Regions from separate parts of the Hordeum vulgare genome. Here region 2 is linked to region 1. A link is a contact called in public Hi-C data. All regions are on one chromosome and are shown on one strand. The core of a region is the stretch at or near the end of the contact, and the rest is flanking DNA. Distances in the headings are between cores, read along the strand shown.

The links. Hi-C and Micro-C count contacts between places; a contact is called where the count stands out from the background.
Region 2: a contact with region 1 is called in a Hi-C map of leaf, with 2.7 times the contacts expected there. The contact joins the promoter of LOC123408721 here to the promoter of LOC123409875 in region 1. A contact is called at or near these places in 2 of 6 Hi-C or Micro-C datasets (leaf and seedling).

The regions. Positions count from the first base shown.
Region 1 is chr7H:528,244,802-528,250,733 of MorexV3_pseudomolecules_assembly, reverse strand. LOC123409875 (CBL-interacting protein kinase 24) reads left to right here and starts at 3,011. Exons shown (of 14, transcript XM_045102743.1): 1 at 3,011-3,460; 2 at 4,870-4,932; 3 at 5,053-5,124. The coding sequence starts at 3,290.
Region 2 is chr7H:529,080,025-529,085,956 of MorexV3_pseudomolecules_assembly, reverse strand. LOC123408721 (glucan endo-1,3-beta-glucosidase 14) reads right to left here and starts at 2,194. Exons shown (of 3, transcript XM_045101773.1): 1 at 1,372-2,194; 2 at 160-1,205. The coding sequence starts at 1,456.

The DNA.
Region 1 (5,932 bases), core at 1,762-4,261:
GATTGCTCGCCTTTCCTCTTGCCAGCTTAGCTTCCAATCACTCCTATGTAGTGTCCGGTCTTAAAATGAGTATTCGTACCATACCATCATGCATACCCATGTTATAGCGCGTTAAGCTTCGTCAAAAGCAAGCAAAATGATGAAGCAAAGCTTTTGTTGATTGGAGTGGGTCAGTGCCTCGAGAACCTACTTGGGAAGATCACGATGCTTTACACTAGTTATTCTCGAGGACCTCAGCTCATGAGCAAGACGACGATTAAGCGCAGCCCCAAGAAGCCGCGAGAATTCAAGCCTTCAACTCATTGGCCTAAGGCACTGCCCACTCGCGGACGAACCTCCCGAGTTGCTTGTGGGCCCATACTGAAACTGTTACGAGTGTAATGTTTCTTTTGTTTTAATAACCTACTATTGTGTGTGTGTGTTGTAACTTGAAGAGAGGAATGAGGAACTTCATCATATTGATAGATTCATCCTCATGATGGGAAGGAAGAAGGTGGCCTCGTCCAACACTCGGTTGGCGATAGTTTGTAACTTTGTAGTGCCACGAGGGTGGTTGGAGGAACAATATAGCCATAATTTCAATGCATGAAACCCTAGATCGACCAATTGATCATAAAAGGGCAAATATGTGTTAAAAATGGCAAATATGGACTTTGTGTGTTTTTTACTTTATGGGCGACCACTAAAAGTGAAAAAACAGGGGGCTTGCGTTTTGTCTTTCGGATGAACAGTAACTCAAAAAAAAATTTCTGATATTTTTATCAATGTGTGTGATAGTGTCGTAAGCATGCTTAACATTTTTCATATGAAACAGAGCAGTAGTTTCTAGTTGACGAAAAAATAAACTTAAAATCACATTTTGATGTTCAATTTATTTTTTTGCACAGGCCCAAATGTTTAAACTTTGTGGCTAAAACTTTACAGGTAGCATTTGGATCTGACTATGAATACATAAAAGTTCTGTTGAGATTTTCTTGACATTTCAAAAATTACTTTTGCGCGCAAGAGCAAGTGCTCCCGAGAGCCGAAATGAACTTAGATGCTGTCGATTTCCGAAACAGGTACTAGTATTTTTTTTGAGTTAAATACGACGCGGGTGCCTTAACTTGTTTATTATGGTCAGTTTAGTGCCTAAACTTGTAAAATACACAATACTGATGCTATAACTTGTCTACATGATGCATATACGGTGCCTCAGCATATATACCGCCGTATGTGTTGTCTGTGGCATGAAAGTTGATGGCCGGCCCACATGTCAGTGGGTGTAAGCGTGAAAACCGCATGAGGTTTAGTTAAACGTTATAAATAAGCCCTTGCTCTGCATGCTAATAACAGCGGAAAAATAAAGTGCAGCGTTGTTTAGGTGAATAGAATACCCATTGAATGGATATCCAATATGGTATCGTCAGGTGCTATTAGCACGCACGCTAGCCACACAAATTAATAGTAAGTACTTTATGTACAACATTTAGCTAGAAACTTACTGGTCCGGCTGGCTGGGTGGTGGCTGATGCCGGGGCAGCCGCCTCGGTAGGCCCGGGGGGGAGCTATATCTTCCTCGATGTAGTCGTCCGCCTCCAGGTAGAAGAGGCGCGGGCAGACGTGACCTGGCACGTAGGGCTCGTCATGGTTGAAACATAACCCCTGTCGTTGACGCTCAAGTTGTTCGGTCGGGGTTAGCCGGCGGAACGGTCGAGCCGTTGCCGTGTCGGGAGTTCCTGTCGTCGGCTGGGCCGGCCGTCTGGGTGCAGACATGACCGGCCGAGGGGTGGGCGAGGTGCCCGGGCCGGGAACGCCTGCTGCATGGCCACCGCCCGTTGCTCGAACGCGCGGGCATAGTACATGGCCGTCTGGAGGTCCTGCGGTCCCCGCATCTCGACGTCCACGCGGATATGGTCGGGAAGGCCGCCGACAAAGAGCTCAACCCGTTGGAGGACCGAGATGCCAGGAGCGTGACAGGCTAGTGTCTGGAAGCAGTCGGCAAAATCCTGCACCGAGGAGAGGAACGGAAGGCGTCCAAGTTTTGCCAGCCGGTTACCGCGGACGGGTGGGCCGAACCGAAGGAGGCAGAGGTCGCGGAAGCGTTCCCACGACGGCATCCCGCTCTCGTCCTGTTCAAGGGCGTAGCTATTGTGTATCTTAATTGTATTTTTAGAATACATAATTATTAAAAACCAACAACATTGTATTCTGAAAATTTTCAACGTGTATTAAAAATTATTGTGTACAAACAATATATTATATAAATGCGTTAAAACATATTTGTAGAAATATAATAATAAATTTACACAATAAATTTTAATACGTGCTGAACATTGCATGAAATAGATGTTGTAATTTTTGGAATGCATTACAAACACTTTTTGGAAACACCTTTACAATTTGTTAATCCGGGTTGATTTTTTTAAAATGCACTAGCAGTTTTAAAGTTTATGCCAGGTAATATGTTGAATATCTCTCTTTTTTAAACATGAGAATTTCTTAATATTTTTTTAATATCTACTCAGAACAATTATTCTTGTCGTAGTGGTTATAAGATGTGTGCAGATTATGCATCCATTTACTAGGTTCGAATTATGCCACCATTTTTTTCTTATTAATATTTCATCCCACATGCTGACATGCGGGACCCACACATGGCATGTGGGACCAATGCAGTTTGGCAAATTTAGAAAAAATATGAGGGCCTTTTTCAAAATTTATTTAAAGTATAGAGAGTTTTTTTTAAAAACAACCATCACGGTCATCTCATAACTACCGACATGTGGGCCAACGCAACGCTGTCACGTCATGTGGGCAGTTTGTATGCCTTGATACGGATGGAGGCACCGTATTTAAACGTTCGGACAAGTTACTACACTAGTTTCATGTATTTTACAAGTTTAGAAACCAAAGTAATCGCTTCGAACAAGTCAATGCACCCGTGGTGTATTTATCTCATTTTTTTATTGAATGAACTACTACGAGAGCTAAAAAGGAGTTTTGCTGATGAGAGGTAAAAAAGTCTGAACCACGCGACGGCGGCAGCTCGTCGCTTTCTCCATCCTCACGCTCGCGCTCGTGCTAGCCTCCTCCCATAAGAACCATCGCATCGCGGTCGCGGCGCGCGCGCACCACCGGACCCCAACCACAGCTCGTTCCCTCCCTCGCACGCACGCACGCACGCACGCACGGCCGGCCGGCCGGCCCAGAGGAGCGGAGCGCGCGCGCTCTCCAAGCCGGACCTCGCAGGGGCCCCGATTCCGGCGGCCTTGGTGCGACGCGGGAGCTGGGAGGAGAGGCGAAGGGAATGGCAGGCGCGCCGAGGAAGAAGCTGGTGGGGCGGTACGAGGTGGGGCGGACCATCGGGCAGGGGTCGTTCGCCAAGGTGAAGTTCGCCGTCGACTCCGACACGGGCGTCCCCGTCGCCATGAAGGTGCTCGACAAGGCCACCATCCTCAACCACCGCATGCTGCAACAGGTAGCAGCCCCTCCCTCTCCCGCCCTTGACCCATCCATCCTCAGTTCTTCCCACTAGCACGAATCCAAATCAAACTCCTCTTGCTACCCCTTCCCCTCTCCCCCGTCTCAGCTTTGATCCAAGCAAAAATAATAATTGTTGTTGCTGTTCCTGTTGGCTGGTAGCCTCTACACATTAGTAGTAGCAAAAGTAATTTGGATAGTTCCGTGTATATTCCGTGGGATTTTGGGGCGACAAAGGTCGGGGATTCGGGTTCGGGTGGAATATGCCTCTGGAACAATGCGCACCATATAGTAATGCTAATAGGAGCCTTCATCTGATTGATATAAACTGCTAATAGGAGCACCTCAAACATTTCTTTGGAGAAAATATGTCTCTTTTTCTTCTCTTTTTTCGGGGATTCTGGCCAAGCCGAGGTCGTGACACGATTTGAGTTCGTACTCCCCTGGTTCGGAACATTTAGGACACGATTTTGGAGAACTTTTAGGATAGGAACAGGTAGCTGTTTGTATTCAACCAGAGTTGAGATCATCACTTATTATATACTAAAATGGATGCTATGTCAAATGACTTTTTTCAGAAAGGTGGGGATTCAACTCTATATTTACAAAAAGGCTAGAAATGATTGGCTTCAACTGTTAGTGTTGTTTTGAGGGGGTAATATTTTTCAGTGATAGATTGATAGCTAATAATACGAAGCAATCATTTGGACTTTGATTGTGGCATGAGCTTTTCTAGGGCCTTACTGCTTCTGCGATACTGATGAATTTCAGTCTCCCCCCTGCATGATGATGCTTGATTCACTCCTCCAAGGTGTGCACTTTCGTGCACATAATTTGTTCATTTGATACAAATTTTCCAGAAATCAATAAATGATCAATTGTTATCTGGCTTAGCCACTTAGGGCCTCTTTGATCAAATGATTTTCATAGGATTTTTGGAGAATTATGGTTTTTTCCTACAAGATTGGTTGTTTGATTCATAGGAAAGAATCCTATAGGATTTTTCCCGAAGGAATCATTTGTACTACATTCCATAGGAATCTAGCATGCACCCCAACCTTTAAAAAAAAATCCTTTGTTTTTCCTGTGATGTAATCAAACGAACTCAAATCCTGTAGGATTTGAATGGGCATCACATTCCAATACTGTGTTTTTACTATTCCTGTGTTTTTACAATCCTACGAATCAAAGAGGCCCTAGTATGACAACCTGTGTCAGACCTGAGTTTATATTAGTGTAGGCACACTTCTTTTACACTGTTTATGCAATATGCAATTCGTAAATGACAAAATATTAGTTATATCCACCCCCAAAATACCACCATCCTAGCCAAGGATTAGCTTCAGGAAAGTTCACACCTTCATTTCTCTGTTTAACACTGAGCTCAGTTCTCATGCTTCTGGACAGATCAAAAGGGAAATATCAATAATGAAGATTGTAAGACACCCCAACATAGTCAGATTAAATGAGGTATACTAAAGGCCTACTTTTTGTTGTCTCTGTATAACTTCTCCTACTTACTAAGATTAGTATCTTCCATATTTCTTTTTAAGTTTTGTTTTCATTACTATCGTATTGACAATCTTGTAGGTTTTGGCTGGGCGGACAAAGATATACATAATCTTGGAGCTTATCACTGGAGGCGAGCTATTCGATAAAATAGTAAGAAGACTGGTCTACACTTTAACCTACGGAGTACTGTATTGCTGATATGTACTTCTAACAGATTCACACGGAGACCAGAATTTGTGATGGTTAACCAATTTCAGGCTCCTCGCAAGCCATGTATATGTAGATCATTTAGGAGTATTTTACCTTCTTAAAATAATGACACCGTGCTGCCCCATGAACTGTGTCAAACAAACGTTCATCCTGATATTGTTTCTATAAATCATCCGTATATATTAGAAACTTGCTGTTCAGTAAATATTAACTTAGCTGCTGATAAGGTCGTTATATGCTCCCAATAGCCAATAGAAAAAAAAATCCTTCGTATATTTTTGTATGTGCTTATGCGATACAGGAAATAAAAACCGCACAGGTTCTAAAGTAAAATACATAGGGCTGTTTGGTTCTAAGCCACAAGTTGTCACACCTCAACTTAGGCAAGTTTGACCAAGTTAGGTTTGTGTTTGGTTCTTGCCACAACTAAAGCAAGAATTTCTTTATTAGCAGTAAGCCCCACATGTCATAGATACAAAAGGTGTGGCAAGATTCCCTAAGGCAAGCCAAAGTGTGGCTAAGAATTTGAGCAACTCTAGTGAGGCAAGTGTGGCAATATGTGGCAAAGATAGTCACAATACAAAGAGACCCATAGTTTTTTTATAAGAAGGTAGATCGGAGTCTGACGTAAAGTAAAATGTAGAGTTCTTAGGAATTCATTGGCAATCAGAGATGTTCTTGAATCTTTCTAATTTATTTCTGTAGAATCTATACAATTTATGTGTTGGGTGTAGAAACTTTGTATATA
Region 2 (5,932 bases), core at 945-3,444, 840 kb before region 1:
TCTCAAGCTTAGTACAAATTTGTACTAGAGCTAGTATAAAGTTGAGACACTTATTTTGGGACGGAGGGAGTATAATCCAATAACCATCAAACCAGAAAAATACAATGAAAACGAAGACTAAGGGGCAAACAAGTAGATGTGCGAAAAGTAAATGCTTACCTTAACTGACAACAGGGATGCGGGTGCTGATGAAGGTAATAGACCTGAGTAGCCGATATCGTATGAAATCCTTCCATCTGGATTGAAGAGCCCATAGTGCTTCTCAGTAGGATCTCCATTCTTTAAGTTCTCATTAAACAGGGCAAAGATGTATGCTTTGACCGGTATATTTGGCTTGAGAGGAGTTCCCTTCCTCAAAAAGAGCCTCTTACGGAGGTTGTAATTGTAAGTCCTTGCATTCTCAACTGATGCTCCTGCTTCACTTTGATCTCCACTAGAAGCCCAGCCAGTCTCTGCCACCCGAACTTCCATGTTATTATAACCAGCAGCCTGCAGAGCAGCATAAGCTGCATCTATCTGAGCATCAAACATGTTGTCATAGTGCAGACTAGTGTTCGGATCAAGTATTCCAGGGTTGGGCTGAAAGAGCGCATAATTAATGTCAATCCGCCCTGAATCACTTAAGTAAGCCAAAAAGGGATATGCATTGACATAGAAAGGTGAGCCAATCCGTGAAAACAAGTCCAGCAGCGGTTTCATATACACCATGATTTCTTCCTTGAAAACACATGCAGAGGGCGGATAGGAAGTAGCAAAAACAGCTTCAGAGTGAGGCGTGAAAAGCTCAATTTTGTCATCCAGATGCAGTTTCTTGAGACCATTGTACATGTTCTTAACAGCTCCAACGAGCGGAGCGGCAAGGTTCGGATCGCCTCCCAGCACCTCATTCCCCACAGTGATTCCAACAATGCGTGTCTGAGAAATGTAAGGCTGCACGTATTTATTCAGCCAGTCAATCGCAACGCTGTCATTTGCAGCAAAAGAATTCAGCAGCCCATTGTTGACAGCAATGACCAGGTTGAGCCCTGTGCCTTTGAATGCCTCGAGCACAGTGGGTTCTTCATCATATATCTTGACATTCCTTATCTTGGACCTCCTGAGGAGCTCGACTACCTTGTCCGGAGACGGGAGGTTGTTCGCTATTCTTCCATAGTTTATCCCATATGCCCCGACAAACGAGTCAGCGGGTCGAGGGCGGCGACGACCTGCTAAACAGCAAGCACAAGAGTCAAATCTCAGTTCGTGACGCCAAAGCCAGTGGTTATTTCGTTGCAAAGGCCTACCCAGCTATGATAGTAAACTTGATGTGTGAATTCCATGATCTAGACAAAACAACACTAAATTAAACTGGATAAAGAACTGAGTGCGTACCATGTGAGGGGGACGTGAGGAGGAGGCAACAGAGGAGCAGCAGCATCCAGCGAGCGCACCGGCGCCGACCCATCACCGCCGTCATAGCAGGCCGGCCGCAACCCGTCGATCCGGAGCAAGAAGCAAGCAGAAGACGGGCACCGGAGCGAGCGGCAGCGTCGGAAGGGCAGGCGAGCCGCGCCGTGTTCGGCAATTTGGTTCCAGGCCGTGGCGTGGAGCCGGGGCGGCAACTTCCATAGACGGGCTGGGGCGGCCGTTCCGAGGCCGGGCACGGGCGGCTGCTCCCCGCTCGCCCCCGAGCAATCTTGGCGGCCTTCCTCCTCACCGGGACACACCACACGACACCGCCGCCGCGCGCACTGGAGCAGGAGAAAGAATCGGCAAGAACACCGCAAACAAGAAACCAATCCGGCCAAGAGGTGGCCTGAGCCCAGCCCGGGGACGAGAAGGAATCTCTCGGTTCCCGCTTGGTGCTGGCCTCCTAGCACTCAGCCCCCACCAGGCGCTCCCCTCCGGCCTCCGACTCTGCTCCACTCTACTCTACTGGCACCGGGCAGCGGAGGACGGTACTGGCTGGTGCAAGGTGGGGCCTTTTTCTCTCGGCTAACCTCCGGTTGATTCAGTGCGGGGTTAATAAGGGGTTTGTTTGCTTAGCGACGAGGAGATCGGGAAAAGTTGGGCGAGGGAGGGAGGCGGGGTGGGGACGAAGGGGACGCGGCGGAGGAGGGGACGGAGGGAAGGTCACGCCGGCGGCCCCGCGTTGCAGCCCGGATTCGCCACCGCAACGGCCAGGAGGGGGGGGGGGGGAAAGGGAGAGGGTTTCCGTCTGGGGTGGTTTGATTTTTGAAACGGAAGGGGGAGGGGGGGTTAACCGGGGCCGGCGGCGGCGGTGGTGTGGTGGTGCTCTGCGCGTGTGCGTGCGTGTCTGTCGTGCGCGGTGGTGGACGGCGGACACGTCTACTGGTCCTTCAGCGGTTCTTTTGCAGATTGCACCTTCGAGCGTGCCGCTCGTTGCATTTCGCTTTTGTGGTCGCCTCGAATTTCTGTGAAAATCGATGTGCTTCAGGTAAAACTATTGGACTTTTCTGCATTCCAAAACAAGTATAGTCCACCAGTTTAGGACCGGTTTTTTTGAGCTCTTGTGTGAAAATAAGCTCCGGTGAAAATAAGCTTCAGATAATAAGCTAGCCGGTTCTTTTCACTGCTTGTTTTTCCAGCTTATATATGGTATGAGTAGCGAAAAGTCTATAATACCCTTGAAGTGGAGCTGGAGTGAATCGTCGACCAGAGTAGGGCAGGGGACGGGGGTCCTTCCCTGGAGTGGGTCGTCAGCCGCAGTTGGACGTCGTCCGCCGGAGTGGAGCCCCGGGAGTCCGCCAGAGTGGCGCTGTTGTTGCTAGGTCGCGGAGAAGAGTGGAATCGCACCAGAGGGAGGGCGGGGTTGTGCCCGAGGGAGGAGAGGAGCAGTGACGGGAGGCCTACCCATTGGCGGGAGGGAAGGACCGGGAGTGGCGGCGGAGGAGGAAAGGACCGGGAGCAGCAACGACGGAGGGAATCGGGAGCAACGACGACGGAGGGAATCGGGAGCGGCGACCGGGAGCGGCTCGATTCGATTTTCAGCGACGGAACGAGGGGTTGGGCTCGGTGGCAAACTCATTGTAGTAAATGCGAAAAACAGGGGGAATGGGCTAACCCCTTCACTTCTAAGTGAGCTTCTGCACGAAGTTGCTCACCCCCCAGCTTGTCCCATTGCAAAGGGGACTCCGGTAAAAATAAGTTAAGCTAGCTTATACAAATCGAGTTTCTTGAGGCTTCTGGCTTATGTTGATAATAAGCTGAAATAAGCTTGAAAAGAACTAGCCCTTAATATCCTATGGTGAGTTGGTGACTTGTGCTAGCTGAATTTTGGTAATACTCCCCTCTAAAGATATGTATATATTTACATTTTTTGCAAAAACCCTCTATAATATAAGAACGTTTGAATCACACTAAATACGATGATTTAAATGTACTTCTATTTCTTCACGGAGGGAATACTATGATTTATCGTGTGAAATATATGTGCGAGTCGATGCAAGTGCTTCAAGTTGTGCTTGAAAAGGCATGCCCTTTTAATGCGTAGCCATATGTGCCTATTCCAAAGCATGGATGTCTAGTTACACACTTGTGCAACAAAAAAAATGCTACTAGTGCTTAAGAAAATAAAAATTACAGTCGTCTGCGTGACCTGTGAGAGATGATGTGAGTTCATATTTTTATTGAAAGTAAATGTGTATTTCCACGAGGAATATCACCATAATTTATAATGTTGTCTTTCTACCAGAAAAAAAGGTGCAAGGCATATACATAAGGGAAACGCTTGCAGCCGGAGCGCCGGCCGAATGTTTGGCTGGTCGCTCGCCGGCCCGCGTGGCTGCCTGACCAGGCATGCAACATTATTTCGCTCAGATTTGCTACAACTACGTCTAAATTTGCTACAAGCGTTTCTTATTTTGCTATAATTTATTGATTAAAAAAGTTGCATCCACGTTTGATTGCAACTCAAGTTCGTTGATTTTTTTTTTCTACACTATCGTTTGATTTTTGCTACAACCAGTATCATTTTTTGCTGCAACCGTTCACTAAAAAAGTTGCATACACGTTCGTCGGAGTTGTAATCTGAGTTCACCGTATTGTTTTTTGCTACAACCCTTATTTTGTTTTCCTTCCACGCATCATCAGCTTCGTTTTTTTGTTACGGCCACGTTGATAATATTTTTTGCTACAACTATATTTTTGTTGCGACCGTTGACGGAAATTGTTACATCGTGAACGGAATTTATTGCATCAAAATTTTTTGCTGCATGAAGATCTAACGATGCAGCCCGCATACAGCTGGCGGATCGGGCCGGCCGCGCGCGAACGCCGGCGCAGAGCACTGTGCTATACATAATCTGCTTGGAAAGTTATTTGTCCAACGAGCACCTTCCCGAATGGACACCATCCGTGCGACACTCGGAAGCTAGTTGATGTTTCACTATAATTTCTATCTAACAACATTATAACATTAAAAATAAGGTTGCAATGTGGCACCAAGGTTGTAGTGCGGAAGCAGCTAGTGCTTACACTTCCGAGAGAAACAGCCGCTCTTTTGGTAACGTTTCCATCAAAAAAAGGACTTGGGTAACCTGGGTGGCTTTTCCATTTGGTGTGCTAAACTCAATGACGTGTTGATCAACTAACTAAAGGTTAGTGATCGTGTGACTGGTATCACTTTCTTTGTTTCTTTGGTGCTTGCACTTTGTGTCATATGCTCACTTTTTAGCAAGGCATTTCATTTTTTCTTTGGTAGTTGCCATCCCGTGCTTTTAAGCTGTGGGCTGTGGTCATCACACGCCTAAAGTTGCATCACAAGGAGTGGCTTTGCAGCCAAAGACTCGCTGATTGGCTTGAAATATGAAAAGGATACAAATGGGAAAAAACATCTGAATATTCCCGTCCTTTTCCCATTCACCAAGGCAGGGCACCACAAGCGATTGCCTATATGTGCTTACTCATGTGTCTGTTGAACAACAAGAGTGTGCCTTTTTTTACTTTTAACTCGGTTTTCTTACAATCTTTTGGCAATTAAAAGACGATGTTGCGACTAGGGATATTTTTTATTCTTATTAATAGGATGTTTTTTTTTTCAATTCGATGATATTAAAACTTTGACTTTGTATTTTTAACCATGTCAATTCAAACGTTTTTCAAGGCTATTATTGTTATCGCAAATAATGACAACTTACTTTAGCAGACATGGCCAATCCAGACAAAAAAATTGGGTATGGCAAGGACTTGTCATGATTGCTAAAGAAATTTGCCATCCTCGCGAGAACTATAATTTCCCTGATAAACATTCGATTTGCCATGGTAAGAAATTGTGATTGTGTCCTGTTTTATTTTATATCTGCCCGGCAATTAACTTTGTTAACAAAAACGACAATATATTTTTCATCATGTTTGGAAACAAAGCTGAACGACATCTCCCTAACTTTGCGCGAAAATGCGAACAGAATATCGGGAGAGCTAAGGGATGCAGAAGAGAAAAAGAGGAGAAGCACCACGCGTTTGGTCCTCCGCTCGCTCATCCTGCATGCCGACCGGTGCGTAAGCAGTCGTAGAAACCCTAGTCGACCGGCCGGCTGTTTGTTTGATGCCTTGACAGCGACCATATTCTGCCCCTTTGCAGTTGCCTTTTGCACCGTACCGCGATGAAAAACCTTTCGCCACACGGTCACGGAGGGAGGGCCCAGACGTGACGTTGACACGATCACGTTGGAATCAGCAGTGGCCCTTTGTGCCAAAGACCCGGGCCCGCGCCGGAGAAAGGGATGCTGGGTGGGTCCTCCTCCGCGGTCATGGAGAAAGGTACGTAGAGTAGGGAAACCATCACAGCGTGATCATGAACATATATATCAAGGGGTTCTGCATCCTCTCCGTGGCTACAGAAAAAATTCTTACAAGATTCGTATATGATCTGATGAAGAAAAGAAGGAAATCATCACAAGATCGTGATTGTATCTCGAATTTCTTTTGGGGT